Linked DNA regions of Anas platyrhynchos: region 2 is linked to region 1. The links are chromatin contacts, called in public Hi-C maps. All regions are on one chromosome and are shown on one strand. Each heading gives the region's core, a stretch centred on a gene start, on an enhancer-like site or on the middle of the called end of the contact. The rest is flanking DNA. Distances are from core to core; before and after follow the strand shown.

Evidence for each region. A called contact is a pair of places that touch in the nucleus more often than the background predicts.
Region 2: a Hi-C map of liver shows a contact between it and region 1, with 2.3 times the contacts expected there. The contact joins two enhancer-like sites. A contact is called at or near these places in 3 of 8 Hi-C or Micro-C datasets (liver, skeletal muscle and subcutaneous adipose tissue).

What each region holds. Positions count from the first base shown.
Region 1 is chr27:4,204,333-4,211,503 of IASCAAS_PekinDuck_T2T, forward strand. BLTP3A (bridge-like lipid transfer protein family member 3A) reads left to right here. Exons shown (of 21, transcript XM_027444886.3): 12 at 169-310; 13 at 801-994; 14 at 1,712-3,261; 15 at 3,482-3,678; 16 at 4,292-4,446; 17 at 4,555-4,702; 18 at 5,484-5,749; 19 at 6,558-6,666. Among named protein-coding and RNA genes, the nearest start is that of TAF11, 13 kb to the right of the region's middle. Within about 2 kb of position 5,214, at least 1 of the 8 cell types and tissues checked has an H3K27ac peak or open chromatin away from gene starts, as enhancers often do.
Region 2 is chr27:4,242,880-4,250,385 of IASCAAS_PekinDuck_T2T, forward strand. It overlaps ANKS1A (ankyrin repeat and sterile alpha motif domain containing 1A), which reads left to right. Exons shown (of 28, transcript XM_072028566.1): 2 at 5,723-5,803; 3 at 6,574-6,730. Among named protein-coding and RNA genes, the nearest start is that of ANKS1A, 25 kb to the left of the region's middle. Within about 2 kb of position 5,577, at least 6 of the 8 cell types and tissues checked have an H3K27ac peak or open chromatin away from gene starts, as enhancers often do.

The sequences.
Region 1 (7,171 bases), core at 3,964-6,463:
GGAGTTGAAAATATTAGAAGGTAGAAAAAAGTTTTATTGTTACTTGAAAGCATAGTGTGTTTGATGTGTAAATGAGATAGATTGAATGTGGGAGACAGCAGGGTTACTGGGATGCTTTATTTTGCCAAACATGGGCTCTGCACAGCTGCATGCCATTTATATTTTCAGGTTTCTACAGCTGGTCAGCATAGTAAGAAACCTTCGACCTTGCTTTCATGTAATAGAAAATTCCTCAACCTTCCTGATCAGGTTTCTGCAATCCATATTGAATTCACAGAGTATTACTTCCCAGACAATCAGGACTTTCCAGGTAATACACCAAGGTTAGCACCTTCTTTCATAAGTTTCTTAAAAAATCAGTCAACTTTTCATTCTTTAGGTGTGAATTCTTGAGGCTTCTATGGGTGTCCATTTTTGTTCAGTTTCCTGGTGTTTGTCTGTTTGCCTGTCTAATTTTTTTTTCTTTTGCCTTTGAGATAGTGGGATAGAGTTTGCCTGGTACAAAGTGTGAGCATATAGAAGCTGCTTTGGTCAGCTCTTGGTGTTCTGCTCTGTTGATTTGCACTGGAGCAGGACTCTAGGGAGCTCTGAGTGCTCTGCAGCTAACTGGATGTGAGAACTGGAACATGTCACTTCTCTGCTGCATCTCAGCTTCTCCCTTTCATCAAGAGATCTGTCTTGCAGTGGGTGTTGAAGCCCTAAGCTTTGGTGTTGTCGATGCAGGTTGTACGCTGAGCTGCAGACTTCCTGAAAGGCCTTTTCTGCTATTATTAATCCATCTTGATTCTGTTCTGTTCTAGTTCCATGCCCAAACCTGTATGTACAGCTGAATGGTTTGATGCTTACCCTGGATACAGCAAGCATGCTCTGGATAAACCTCTTCTGTCTGGATCTTTATCGCAGCTTGGAGCAGTTCAAAGCCATCTACAAGCTGGAGGACTCAGGCAAACGTGATGAGCATTTTGATGTCCGACTGGATGGCTTCCGGCTGAAGGTACCATTCACTTCTCAGTCTTCAGTGTCCTCTCCCTTCTTGTTGTGTAAGGAACATGAGACCAGGACATAGCTGGAGTCCAGGCTGAGCATGTGAAATTCCCCCCTTTCCCCATCTGTTGTGTGTCTACTGCTTGAGTTAATTTTGTTTTCTTCTATGAGCAGTAAACAAGTGCTTAAGTTCTAGTCCAGAATAGACAGGCAAGTCGGTATTTATGAAAACAGTTTTAAGGAAAAACTGCTGGCTCAGGTAACCAAAAGTTGCTTTCTGCCCTTTGGAAACCACTTTGACTCACTCCAGTGAGAAAGTACCAACAGGCATGCATCTGCGGCATCGACATCTGATGGTGTTTGCCACTGACTACTTGATAGCAGTTTTGTGCAAAGGCTTAAAGGCCTGACCGTGTAGTAAGTACTTGCAGAGAAAGATCAAAGTGTGTAGTTGTGAGCTGAGCTGCTACACAACCCGTGGATGGTAAAAGAAGCTGAAATAAAATTAAGGTTAAATTTCCTTGCATCTGATTTCTCTTCCCTGATAGTTAATTTTTCAGATAAGGATGAGTTGAGAGTCTAGTCCAGCTCTTGGGATTTTAGTAGCGACCAAGACTTGTCAGTTATTTCTATATTCCACAGCTGATCTTCTGTGTAAGCAGCAGGATAGGCCTCTGCTAATTTCCCTTCTCACTGCTTAACTTCTAGTGTCTTTCTCTTCCCATAGCTCAACATCCCTGTGGAGAAGAAAGTCACTGACCACCAAGACCGTCCGCAGACGCTCTGCATCCGCGCGACGGAGATGACTGCCACCAACACCCGCCACGCTCCCTTCTGCAGCTGCCAGGACCTCCAGAGCCTCTTCCGTAAATTTGCCAGTTCGGAATTCTTCCACTCCAGCTACACCCAGTTCCCGAGGTCTCAGGATAACTTCAGCCTCCTTCACACCCTCTTCTTGCGCCATGCATACGAGGTGGATGACAGACCTCAGAAACATACGGGTTTTCCCCAGCCATTGCGCAAACTCTCTGCTTCTGAAGATCTGTGGTCTATGAATTTCACTGAGCTTTCCCTGGACTTTGAGGGTGCTGAGAGCTCTAAGGGCAGAGCCCTTAGCTTTATTGACCCATTTCCCCTCTCCATTTGGGCCTGTCTTCCCAAGAGATGGGGGCAGGCTCAGATATCTAAACGACAAGAATCGTCTGCCTCTGATATAAAAATCAAGCCTTCTGCCAGTTTCAGCAATCACTCCAAGAATGAAAACCTCTCCAGAGAGCATGGGGTTTGCCAAAGATCAAGGACTGACCAGGATCTGAAGAATGTCTACAAGGCCGCAGACACGATGGATGTCTTGGGAGAGTCTGAGTGTGAAATTGATGATGGAGTAGATGATAAAGAGCTGGAAGCCTCTGCTGATATCCACGTGCTTTTGTCCTCATCTGTTCACGTCAAAGTTCGGCTCAACCACTACCAATACTTGGTGCTGCTCAGGATGAAAGAAGTTCTGCAAACGCTACAGGAGCAGCTGGCCCAGGATACCCAGGAGGTGACTGGGTCTCCTTTAGATCCCATGTCTGCCTCTGTGGGAGTTCTGTTCCACAGTGCTGAAGTGGCCCTGCTCATGAACCCTGCTCCAGGCTCCTGCCTGGAACCCAGATCCCTCGACTCGGACACAACGAGCCTGATCGAGTCGGAGCTCTCACCCTCAGACAGCAAGGAGGGGCTGGCAGCTGAAGAGAAGGAGCAGAAATCTGAGACCAGTTCTGAGAAGGGAATGTGCGGGACCTCAAAGGTCCCAGAGGACAGGGAGATTGAAGGTACAGGTACCAACGTAACCGGTGTGCCACTGGAGAGGCTCCAAAGATCTGCAAGCGATGGAGCTCTGAGTACAACTCCGCAAGGTAAAACCGTGGAGGAGAAGGGTCTGATAGAGGAAGCACATGAAGCTGTAGAAGCCCTGGTTACAGAAAGACCAGAAGAGCCCAGCAGTCATCCTCAGAGCCCTCCTGCCCTCCCTTCTAGCCCAACCTTGGAAGTGCAGCCCGTGGAGAGAGGAAACATCGCTCTCAACGGCCAGGCAGAACTCATCCCTTTGAAGAACCTGGAGGTGGAGCTGTCCAGTGCGCTGCATATCACAAAGGATGCCACCAAGGAAGCTCTGCATGTGACTATGGACCTCACCAAAGAAGCCATGTCTATAACAAAAGACGCTCTGAGCTTGAGCCGGGAGAAGATGACCTCCACCATGCAGAAAATGCTCTCTCTCCCCCCAGCCAAGTGAGTGGAGCATCCTCCCGTGCATCGCAGCAGCAAGGCTGCCGGGAAGGAGGGGAGGTGCAGGCCAACTGCTCCCTTTCTCTGTGTGCCATATGGGCCAGAGAGAGGTTAGACCTTCATCTCTTGGGGATTGGTATAAGGATGCTAAAGCCTGCCTAATACCTGTATAATCCCAAGGCTAAGCTGTTTGCCTTTATTGATTTATTTATTTATTTTGTAGGGATTCTTTGCCCAAAGCAGAAGAGGGAGCAGTGACTCCAGGTGGAGGTGGCAGCAGGCGAATGCCTTTCTTCTCCATGAAGAGGACGGCGTCCCAGCACTCCTTTGACACCACATCCGTGGATGGGAGTGGTCCCGAGGACGGGCTGTCCGTGGACAGCGATGGCAGTGATGGCTTTGTGATGCTCACAGATTCTGGTAAGGACTACTCGTCCCCAGTCTCATTTCAGTTTTCTGCCATGGGTGACTGCCTCGTGCTGTGGTCTCATGGAATTCTGTTGTGCTATTCATTCTTTTTGCAGGTCATGAGCAGTTCACCCAAAATTACTCTTTCTGCTTTTCTAGATGGCTTTTTTTTTTTTTTTTTGAGGGAGAGAATGAGTATAAATGAGTGGAAAGGGTGTCCCCTGTACCATCACAGTGGTGTTCTAAGGTGTTTATTTGGCCATACTAGAGCAAGAACCATAGATGCATACAGGTGGGTGGACAGTCCATAGTGTTTGAGAGGGGTTTATTAGAGGATGGTTAGATTATATTAGGTATAGATACATTAGATACATATTAGATATATATAATCCCCTAATATATTAAATATATTAGGGGATTAAGGGATGGTTAGAAGTAGGGTGCACTGTGCATTGCACACTTCAGCGACGCATTAATTAAATTCATCTAAGGAGCTGGAGAGAGTTCCCTGGAGGTTGGAGTAAGCTGATAAGTCATGAGATTCAGGCAGATACTGAGATCAGGACTGCTTAAAACCAGAAGAAGAAACAGAATCAAACTGTTGTTGTTGTTGCTTCCATTTCAGAGCCCAGCCTGGACCCTCTTCCCTCAGGACATCTCCTTCAGGCCCACAACAACACGGGCAGTAGAGCAAGCCTGATGGCAGAGGATGAGGGTGGAGTGTCTCCTGAAATAAACAGCTCTACTTCACAGAGCGGAGAGGACCCCAGCCTTCAGCTGGTCAGAGTTTTGTTCCTCCTCACTGTAATACCGCCTCCAAGTGAATCTTAAAGTGAACTCAAAGTGCGGTGGTGGTTTAATAAGAGAGCTTGTCACTTGCTGTTACAGGTGTCAGTCCTGGTACTGAAGATGAATGAGGTGAACTGTGGAATAGAGGCACGAGGTGACGATTTGTCTGTTGCTTTACAAGTAATGAACGTGGTCCCAGAGCAACTGAACAACGTTGGGATGTGGCAATACTTGCGTGGCTATGTGGGTAAGATTCTGGCTGTTATAACCACACTGTGATAACTGCCACCCTCAAGGTGTCTTTCATTTTAACTGGTATTTCAGTGTTCATGAAACTCCCAAAGTACCTACACAGTTAAGCTAGATGATATCTGGTACAGTGAAACTCTAATCCTTGGTTGGGATTTTTTTTTTTTCCTGCTAGGATGCGTGAAATAAATTAAAAGAGGAATAAAGTTACCTAGGGAAACCCTGAAGTTATTCCTGCCCTGAGAATAATGCTTCTGGGACAGGGTACTTCCCCCCGGGTATGTTCAAATTTAAAATGCATGAAAACAAAAAACACAAAAACACAAGTGTAACCAAAAACTTTTAAGTGAAAGCCCGAGCAGGAGTTGTTGGACTCTTAGTTGTTTCTTCTTATCAATACTGTCTAGAGCCACAAGGGGGCAAAATGAATACAAGGTTTAGGTAGTGTTGAGGACTGACTGGCTCTGGAGAACTGAGTGGTGAGTTTCTGGCCAACTGGTGTAGGTGCAAGATGACGGCTACTTTTAGATGTGCACAGCTGGGGACAGAAGGCTGGCTCCAGGGGCTTGGAGAGTCTGGTCCTGGTGGTAGTTTCTGTGGTGTGAACTCTGGTCGTTTGAAACCTGGACTTCTTTCATGAGGAAGATGGCTTCAGACTGCTGCCTTTGTGAACTTGACTGTTCTGTGCCTGGACAGTGAAGGGCTTTTCAAAATTCTTATTTTGACCTAACGTCTTACTACTGATGTTCTGCAATGAGGCCTTTCTGCTTTGACTGTAGGAGATACAGGTGTGGAGAAGCCTTCAGTCCCTGAAGCTAAGAAGACCCAGCCAGAAGTGTGTTTGCGTCTTGAAGTAGGACCCAATGCTGCTGTGCACTCATCGCTTGCTGTTCAGAATGGCTTCCTACATATGCTGGTCCACAGCTACAGAGCAGAGCTCTTCATGTCCTTCCTCACCAACCTTGGCCCTTTCCTTGAGGATGAAATAATCCCCGAGGTGATCCCCATGGAGATAGAAGTTGTGGATGCCAAAATCACACTGAAGGTGGGTATATAGGGAACCAAGGTGGTATCCCGAGCAGAGCTCACTTGCATGATACTGCTTGGGTAAGGATGCTGTGAGATGGCCATGGGTCTGTAGAGGTCCTGTTTTCCTGACTGTGTTTTATTTGGTTTCTAAAAATTGCCTTATGGATAAACAAGTAACACAGAAGGGTTGTTGAGTGCTCAGATTGTTTAGAAACGGGAGCCTGACCTTCAGATTCTCTCCTCAGCTGTGTTGATGATCTGTTTTCAGACTCAAAGCAAACAGAATTAAATACTTCTCCCAATGTGAAATAAGAATTATTTGACTGTTTTTGTAAGAATTTAAACAATTATGGATGGAAGACAAAACAGCGTATAATAGCTGTCTGATACTTAGAAGGGGAGAAAACTGTCAGAAGTTCTTCTGAAAGCAATGTGTTTGCTCCACAGACAACCAGGAACTAGTGTGGCCAGATAGCAGCATAAAAACCTTCAGGCTTAGGGATATCGGCTTTATTTTGGTAGGTTTTTGCCTCAGGAATTCACAGGACAACTGTGAGAGTAGTGCTAAGGAAGATGGCCTCTCCTTAGCCTTTATTATGGGTATGACAGAGCTTTGTTGTGATCTGCGTGAGGGCCTTCCCCATGCCCTGTATATAAAGCCAGGCTTTTCCATATGGTGGGTGACCTCGATATGCTCTGGCAGTGCTGCCAGTGGTAACGTTACTCCTGTGAAGGCTGGGGGCAAGGGGAACCCTCTGTAGGATTGCCAGAGCTTTCACAACATTTCATCTCCTCTCTGCTTTTTTCTCTTTTCTTTTTTCCAGGATGACAGCCCTCGGGTATACCCTACCTCCCCTGGCCCTGTTCCTATCACCTTGGCAGTAGATCACATCATTGTGAAGCGCAAAGATGATGGAGTTTTCTATCTAACAGGTCAGCAGAGTCAGGAATCTCATTTATTCTCCCCCAGCACCTCCCAGGCCTTGCTGGAGGTAGGGTGCTCTGCTGTGCCTGCCACTAGAGGAGACTGGAACTGAAGTGTGATCATTGTGCTGGGAACGATGGGCTCTGGAGTGTGAGCGGTCCCTAATTATGATCTTTGTGGTCACTCCTGCCAGAATGCACAAATGATGTTCTGTCTTCAGTGCAAGCACCCTGGTCCTTTGGTTGCTCTGCAGTATTAATCTGTGGGTGTGGGCAGTCCTACCTCGCTAGTTCTTGCTGCTTTTGTTGTATTGTTTGGACAGAAAATTTGATACCTCAGGCAGAACACGTTAATATCTAAAACAGTGAACTAGCAGCCTGAATTCGTGCTTGGTGTTTCCTTGAGCTCACACAGTCAGGACAGATTACTGCTTCTTCCCCTGTTTTAGCTTCTTCATTGTAAAATGTGGGTGGGAATTTTATTGTTTAAAACAAGCAAAAAGAATTATAAAGC
Region 2 (7,506 bases), core at 4,327-6,826, 39 kb after region 1:
GTTGGCCCGAGCAGAAAAGCTGAGGCAGATGGGGGTAGAGTGAGTTCCTTGGCTCACTGGGTTGGGAGACTTGAGTTTGGGAAGAGTCAAGAGAACAGAAAGAAAATTGGGGCTGTGAATGGTGCGAGGGGGTGGCAGTGCAGGCAAGAAGATAGGAGGAGAGCAGCCAAGGAGCGCTGGGTGGAAGCAATCATCCCAACTTTATAGCAAAGAAAAATCTGGACGAAGAAGTTTAATGACCTCTGTAAGGCAGAGATCGCTGCTTTGGCTTCCTTTGCAGCCTCTCCGATAGCAGGAATCTGAGTGGGTTGCTCGCGGAGCTCCTTCCTGGAGCCTGCCAAGAGGGGCTGAGAAAGTATTGCTTGGGATTTAGCCACGTTCACCCCATCCCAGGAATATTCTGCTCTAATCTCCTCCAGCCTGCATCAGCAGTTTATTTTTGGAAAAGCTGCTGTGTTCTCGAGTGGGGAGGCACACGCGGAAGGGGTCACGGCTCTGTCCGAGCCCCGCTGTGCCCTGCCTGTTTCTGTGAAATGGGCGCAGCACTGCTTCTCTGCAGCAAAGCCGAAGCCCGTTTTCCAACCTTAAATTCTCGCATGAAGCATTTGAGTTGTTTGTGTTATCAGTCTGCGAGCAGGAAATACCAAAAGAGGATTGTGTTAGTGTTGCAAGAATCCCGGGGTTGTGTGGATATTACGGGCCGGCTCTCCTCGTCCTCCGGGCAATGCTCTGGGAGTTCATCGGCCTCCAGCCCTAACTGCCCCTCGGGCGAGCTGTCTCTAAGGCATTGAACTTGGACTCCAAACATCTGGGATCGGTTCTCAGCTGCTTTAAACTTCCTTTGTGACCTTGAGCTGAGATGTTTGTGTGTGCTGGCCCCAAAGCAGCGACAGTGCTGGTATTGCTCATCGTGTCTTCTGCACTGAGCGTGTAAATACACCGGGGTGGCGATGGTCTTCAGCTGCCTGCACGAACGGGGGTCCTGAAGTCTTCAGGGGGCTTCTGTAACCCGGCTGAAACTGCAAACCAGCTCTGAAGACTCATTTGACTTGAAAAAGTTGGGTAGTCCTTCAGGGCAGTTGGCCTCTGCTGTAGCCCGTTGCCCCCAGACAATTTGGTGAGTAAAGTTACTACGGCCAGGAAGAAAGAAATGGAAAAGCAAGAGGACAAATATCCTCTTGTTTAAAGGAACCCTTGGGTTGGATCGTGACCTAAAGCAATGTGCTTTATTCAGCATTTTTTTTTACAAACAGGAAGCCTTATTTAAAAAGCTACAGCGCTTGCTGAGTCACGGAGCAAGAAAAACTGAGTGCAGGAATTAGTTCAAACAGAGCAGATTTTGCAGGTTTTCAGAGCTGCTCTTGTATCATTTGTGGTCAGTCTTAATTGCCTTCAGCAGATCAGGAGCGTTGCGTGCTACCCTGCAGCAGCAACAGGGAGGTGAAATCTGGGTGATCTCTGGAGAGGTTTGCTTTCATAACAGATGCAGCAAGTATAAAAGCAACCCCCCTGTGATGCGAAGGGCTTTTGGGGAACTGGGGGAGAAAAGAAAGCAAACACCAGTGGTAGTCGGATTGGCTCCAGACCTTCTCTGAACTTCACTGGGACCTGGTATTTACAGCGTTCTCCTTCCCATGCAGGGATCTGGTTTTGTGTTTAATTAGAAACAGCCCCAAATCACACTGTACATCGATAGGACTTGGCTTTGTGCTCTGCTTCTCTCCACGCTGCTTCCATTTTACAGATGAGAAGGCTGGGAGCTGGAAGGAGACCTTTTCCCAAGGCTCCGTGACGCAGCAGGGAAGAAAACCCTGGCGGCTTCAGAGTCGTCATCCCCGCACTGGCTCGGCGTTAGGATTTCCTGAGTTTTGTTCTGTCTTGTCTGGTTTTGCTGAAGGCGATGTTTCTGCTGCCCTGTTTTTGAATGACTTCCCTTCTGCCTTGTAAAATCAAGGCAACAGGTCTGTCAGGAGATGCCGTGAAGGTGAAATCAGACATGGAATATCCTGAGCTGGAAAGGACCCAGGGGGATGGTTGGGTCCAACTCCTGAATGACTCAGTCCTTGACACTGCGCGATCTCACAGCATCACACACAGTGCTCATCTATTTCTCTTGCTTCATTTCTTATCTGAACCAGGAGGAGGTAGGCGCTATTCCTTACGTACTTGTCCAGGAAGAGTTCCCAAAGTGGGGCTGGCTGAGCAGGGCTTCTTGGTGCTCTCTCTGTATCAGAAAGCTCGAAACGCCTGCGGGAACGACGTCGTTCCCAGGAAGCCTGGAGGCAGCTTGGCTGCAAGAAGTGCAAATCTGTTCTGCTTCGTGCAGGGGATCCTGGAAGGGTTCTTTGTAGCCTGCTTCCAGTTGGGGATTTTCTCGCTGTATGTTCTCAAAATGTTGTCTCTGCCGAGCTCGGGGTGTCTTCCTTTAAATAGCAGAGCCCATTTGTTCAAGTCGTGTTCTGGAGACATGTGCGGCTTTGAAGTGCTGCAGGCTGATTCAGGGATGACAGCAGGGTGGTGAGTGGCTTTCTCTGCCTTTTCTCTGAACTTTCCTGGACGGTTGAGTCCTGGCTGTGACCTTGGCGGATATTTACAGCTTTTACCCTGGTCTTTGTGCTGAATGTTAGGAGTTGGTAACCTCCTGATGCTCACAAAGCCTCCTGGTGCAGGTTCTTGCTGAGTTATTCCCATTGCCGTAAACCTTTGTAACTTTCCCTGTCTGGCCTGAAAAGGTGGGACAAACTCTTCATTCAAAGACCTAATCCCAGAGTCCCCACCTCCTCTCCCATAGTGGTGGTGGTAGGGAGCGTTCCTGCTATTTTCCTACTATTTTGTTTCTGGGAGCTCTGCTGTGGTTCCTACAGGTAACGCCCGAGACATCGTTCAGCTCATCCCGCAGAGGCACCAGGCACTGCGAGTGCTGCTCTGCAGGAACTGTGGGCTCTTTCAAAATAATCTTCCTGTGCTGATGTTTCTGTTTCTGCAGCCTGTAGTAGGCTTCTTTTCCTGTGTTTAGATCCCAAATAAGAAACTCAGGATCTTATCTTGGCCTGTCACTCTAATGCTATGCGTTGTGTAAATAAAAATGGGCTGGAAGGTTTGGTTTCTGTGAAGTCAGGAGAACTTCGTGGTGTTCCTACGGAGCTGGAGAGAAAGAGGAGGGAGGAGATTGACTCCCACTGCTGCCCTGACATCTGCATATAAATAGTTCTTCTCTTAAATCCTTTCCAACTGCACTTTTGGGTGATTTGACCTTTCTTTGATAAAAGCTTTCTGTATTTCCAAGACCGGGTAAGGGTGGGGTGGAAGGGAAGGATACAACAGCTCTGTTAAAAATATCTTCACATCCCATCGGTAGACTTCTCCCATACCCGGAGCTCAGCGTTGAACCTGCTCCATCGTGGACTCCAAGTTTTCTTTTCCTTTGAATTGCTGGAGGGAGTTCTGAGTTTGAGTACTCTCTAACATTAACCAGAAAATGCCTGAGGAGGTTTTAGGGAAGTGTTTTCCTCGCAAGGAGGCCGTGCTCTGGTGGGAGATGGCTTCGTGGGCTCCACTTCCCATTCTTGCTGCCCACTGGATGAGTCCCTTTGAGCAAGTGACTTGGTTGATGCTGGTGACACTACTAATCCTGGTTTTCTTTCATAAATATTCCTTTCAGCTGAAGTTTAAATGGTGCTGGCTCTTTGTATGTCTGCTCTGTAGGTTTTGGAGCTCAGCAGCAAAATCCAGCTCTGTTTGGCATGTAAAATGGCCAAACCTTCTGGCCTTGGTCAGGTTAGCAGTGTGTGGGGGTGTGTGCTGTATTTATAACTGCTCCAGACTATACACAAGGCTTCTGGCACTAGCTGTAACCATAAATTGCCACTTTAAATCCAGCAATAAGTTGTTTGGGCCACCGCACAGCATGAGCCTGCTGCCGAAAGTAAACCAGGGGCTGCGAGTGACTCAGGTCCCCTTCGTGCTGAGGACTGTGCAGCTGGATGGGGTAAGGCATTTCCTGCACTCCATCCTCTAGTACCTGGTGTCTCACATCTCCAGGACATGGTTCAAGCCATCATCCTGCAGCTGATGCTCGTGGCACTTGGAATGCACTGCGTGCATGCGGGGACTTGCTGTGTGCTTCTGAAGCTCAGGGCGGTGAGTGGGGCAGGAATGCCCCTGGATAAACCTCCTGATCCTTCCCAAATTGGATTTTGTGGCTTACTTCCCTGTTCCCCTGGATAAAGTTTCCCCTTAGCAGTGGCTCCAGTGGAGCTCGGGGCTGTCTCAGGACTCCAGAGCCCTTTATAGTGGTCTGCTGGATCAGGCATCGCGCGGCGGAGAGAAACTTTCCATTTACTTTCCATTTCATGGGGTGCTCGTGAATCCCACCTGAAAGGCATTGGAGAGTGAGCGTGCTGCTTAGTTTACTCCTGAATTTCCGCTTGGTCTGCACAGGATCTCCGCTGGTTTGGTGCCTTTCCTGATGCTTTTATACACTGGCGTAGCGTTTTCTGGCTGGGAGCCCTCTGGTAATGACTTTAGAAAACCCAGTAACTGCTCGGGCTGCCTCTATCATACAGTGAGCTGTGGTGATTTCGTGCTGGGGAGGAAGTGAAGGGATCAGGGAAGGCCTGGTTCGTTGGGGAGGGCGGGAGCAACAGTTAACTTGATTTAAAACCAATTACACTGGGGTTTAGGGGGTGCTGTTAACTTTTACCCCGAGTTTCAAAACAAAATAAAGGAGCAAAGTGTACTCCTTTAGGGAAAGAAGCGTTGTCTAGGCTTATAAATCCTGTATAACTCTTGGAAGTATTAAGTCTGAAACAGTCCAGCATACAGGGATGGATGGGGTGTGATGGGGAGGAGGGTGTTGAGGACAGGTTTGTTGGCTTTGAAGAACGTGACCGTGATGGGTTGGGTTCGTGTGCCCTTTCTGGACAAGGACAGTCGCACTGGTGAGGGGTGCCTGACCTGGTAGCAGCAGAGCCCAGCTCCTTCAGCAGCAAGGTTGAGAGCGGAGCCAGCTTCCTGCACGCGTGTTCCTGCACTGTTTTAAATAGGACACTGTGGAGGGATTAGAGGGCAGATTAATCCTGAAATCCTTGGTGTTCGACTTCTGAACAAGGGAGGGAAGTGTTTGCAAAAGCTCGGAGACCACATACTTTTTCGTATAGACTGCTAACAATTGTCAGATGGAAATGATTTTTGGGTGGTATGAGGTCGGTGTGGATCCACACCGGTGACCAGGAGCAGGCTCTGCATCCCACAGGCATCAACTCACCTCTAGGGACTTGGCATGGGGGTAAAAAGGCTTTCCCAAATCCATCACAATCCTTTGGAGGGGTGAGAGTTGGGGTGGGTTGATGGCTTACTTCTCTTGTGGTCAACTTTAATAGACAAACCTTCTGTTGAAGAAGCTTTTTGGTAAGCACGTGTGGCTGGAAGATGCCTGGAAGCGGGGGAACATGGGAGCTCTGATTTTGCAAAGATTTTAACAACTTGTTCTGATAAAGCATGGAGTAGTGATCGTGCTGTGTGCTCTGTGATGCTAACCCCTCTGCTGGACGCAGCGCTGTGCGGTCTGTTCTCTGCGTTACTGCTCTTAACCACGGCTGCCCAGCAGCCACCAGTTTGCTTCCAGATAACCAGCTCGGCGCGAGGAGTCTGCTGAAAGTTGCCAGCTGTCCGTCTGTTTGGTGTATGCCTAAGTGTTCCCTGTACGTTTTCTGTCTTGCAGCATCTGGAGAGGGCCAAATGTGAACTGCGTTGACAGTACTGGATACACTCCCCTGCACCATGCTGCTTTGAATGGCCATAAGTGAGTCATCTTACAATGCCTTTGCTCACAGGGGTTACGAGGTGCTGTACAAGCTACGGTTTGTGTAATTCACTCACCGATCTGATGCTGTTCCCACTGAAACGTGGCCGTGGTGCAACACTACACCATCTTCAGGACGAGAAGTGAACATCAGTGCAGCAAAGCTATAGAGGCTTTCGCTGCTGCACAGTGTGAACATAAATCTTTATAAAAATCTGGCAGAACGCTGAGGTTTTCAACCACCCTTTTATTTATAAACTATTTAGATAAGTTATAACGAGATATTAAAGGTGGCTTCTCCAGTAACAGTCCTCTGCAGTCTGTCTGGTGTCCAATGTGTTGCTGTGCCTGCACCACCTAAAATTTGCTTTTGTGTGTTATTACATTTTAAAGTAACTCTGGTCTTCAGTGTGGTAAATCTTGTTTTGTTCACTGCTACCTGAGGTACTGAGAAATTGAATAGAGTTAAAATCTTTGTTCATCTTCATTGTGCTGGTGCAATTTACTTCTCACCAGAGGGGCTTGTGGATGACTTCAGTGCCTGTTCAGCTCCATTAGTATGAAGGTAGCAGAGGTCTTCCCTGGACTCAGTAGTCTTTAATTTCTTTCCTTGGGCAGCATTGAATAGGAATGCTTTGAGATCACATTTCAAGAGGATCTCTGAAATACATCTGTTCAGAGGAATATTTTGTACAGTAGTCTTACTGGGGAATGTAAGCTGCGAGACGAGGACTGCATATCTTATGGATTCGAGTCTCCTTTTCTTGCAGGGATGTGGTGGAAGTTCTGCTGAGGAACGACGCGCTAACCAACGTAGCAGACTGTAAAGGCTGCTACCCTCTTCACCTGGCAGCCTGGAAAGGAGATGCAGACATAGTGAAGCTCCTCATCCACCAGGGACCGTCGCACACTAAAGTGAATGAGCAGGTTTGCGTATTTTTCTCTAATGCTCCGTTGAACTGTTTCCCTCGAATGGAAAGGGACTTCAGCTGACTCCTGACCCTCCCGAACTAGTAGCAGTTGTTATAAAGTTAATTGCTCCTGGGATATTGAGGGCGCTGCCTAAAGCAATGCCTCCAGGTCTGAGTTAGTGGTTGAATCCTAGTGAGGTATACGTGATGGTTCATACAGAGAGCTGTAGATGTATGTCAAGGGAACCCCTCAGCACCTAGGAAGCATTCTCCTGCTTTCATACTGGGCTTCTAAAACTAACACAGTTCTTCCTTTCAGTTGCTGGATAACTGAGAAGATTTCTAGTGCTGTCAAAGGATACATTGGCTCCCTTCTTTTGGGAACTAATCGAAGCAGCTTTTAGTCTGTGTTTGGCCATGCTCTCTTAGCTACTCTCCTGGCTTGCCTGTAGCACTTGCTCCAGTTAACTAATTTGTAAGTCATAGGATAATTTTAGCTCTACCCCACCCCACATAAATCCCTAGCTTAATCTTAATGATTTTTTTCTCAATCAGGCAAGAAAAACAACTTGTAACTTCCCTGTGGCAGTCAGCAGGTATCTCATAATTCCAGGGGAACTTCTGACACGCTACTGCAGGAAGTCCCAAATAATTCTTTTGCTTAAGACTTCACATAAGTGAATTGGTTGACTGAATGAGGCCAGCTGAGCAGAGCTTAGTTTATGGTTCTTCCCTGTGTCTAGGGTAGATATCAATAACAGGTTCAAATCAGATGATTAAAGCTACAGGGGC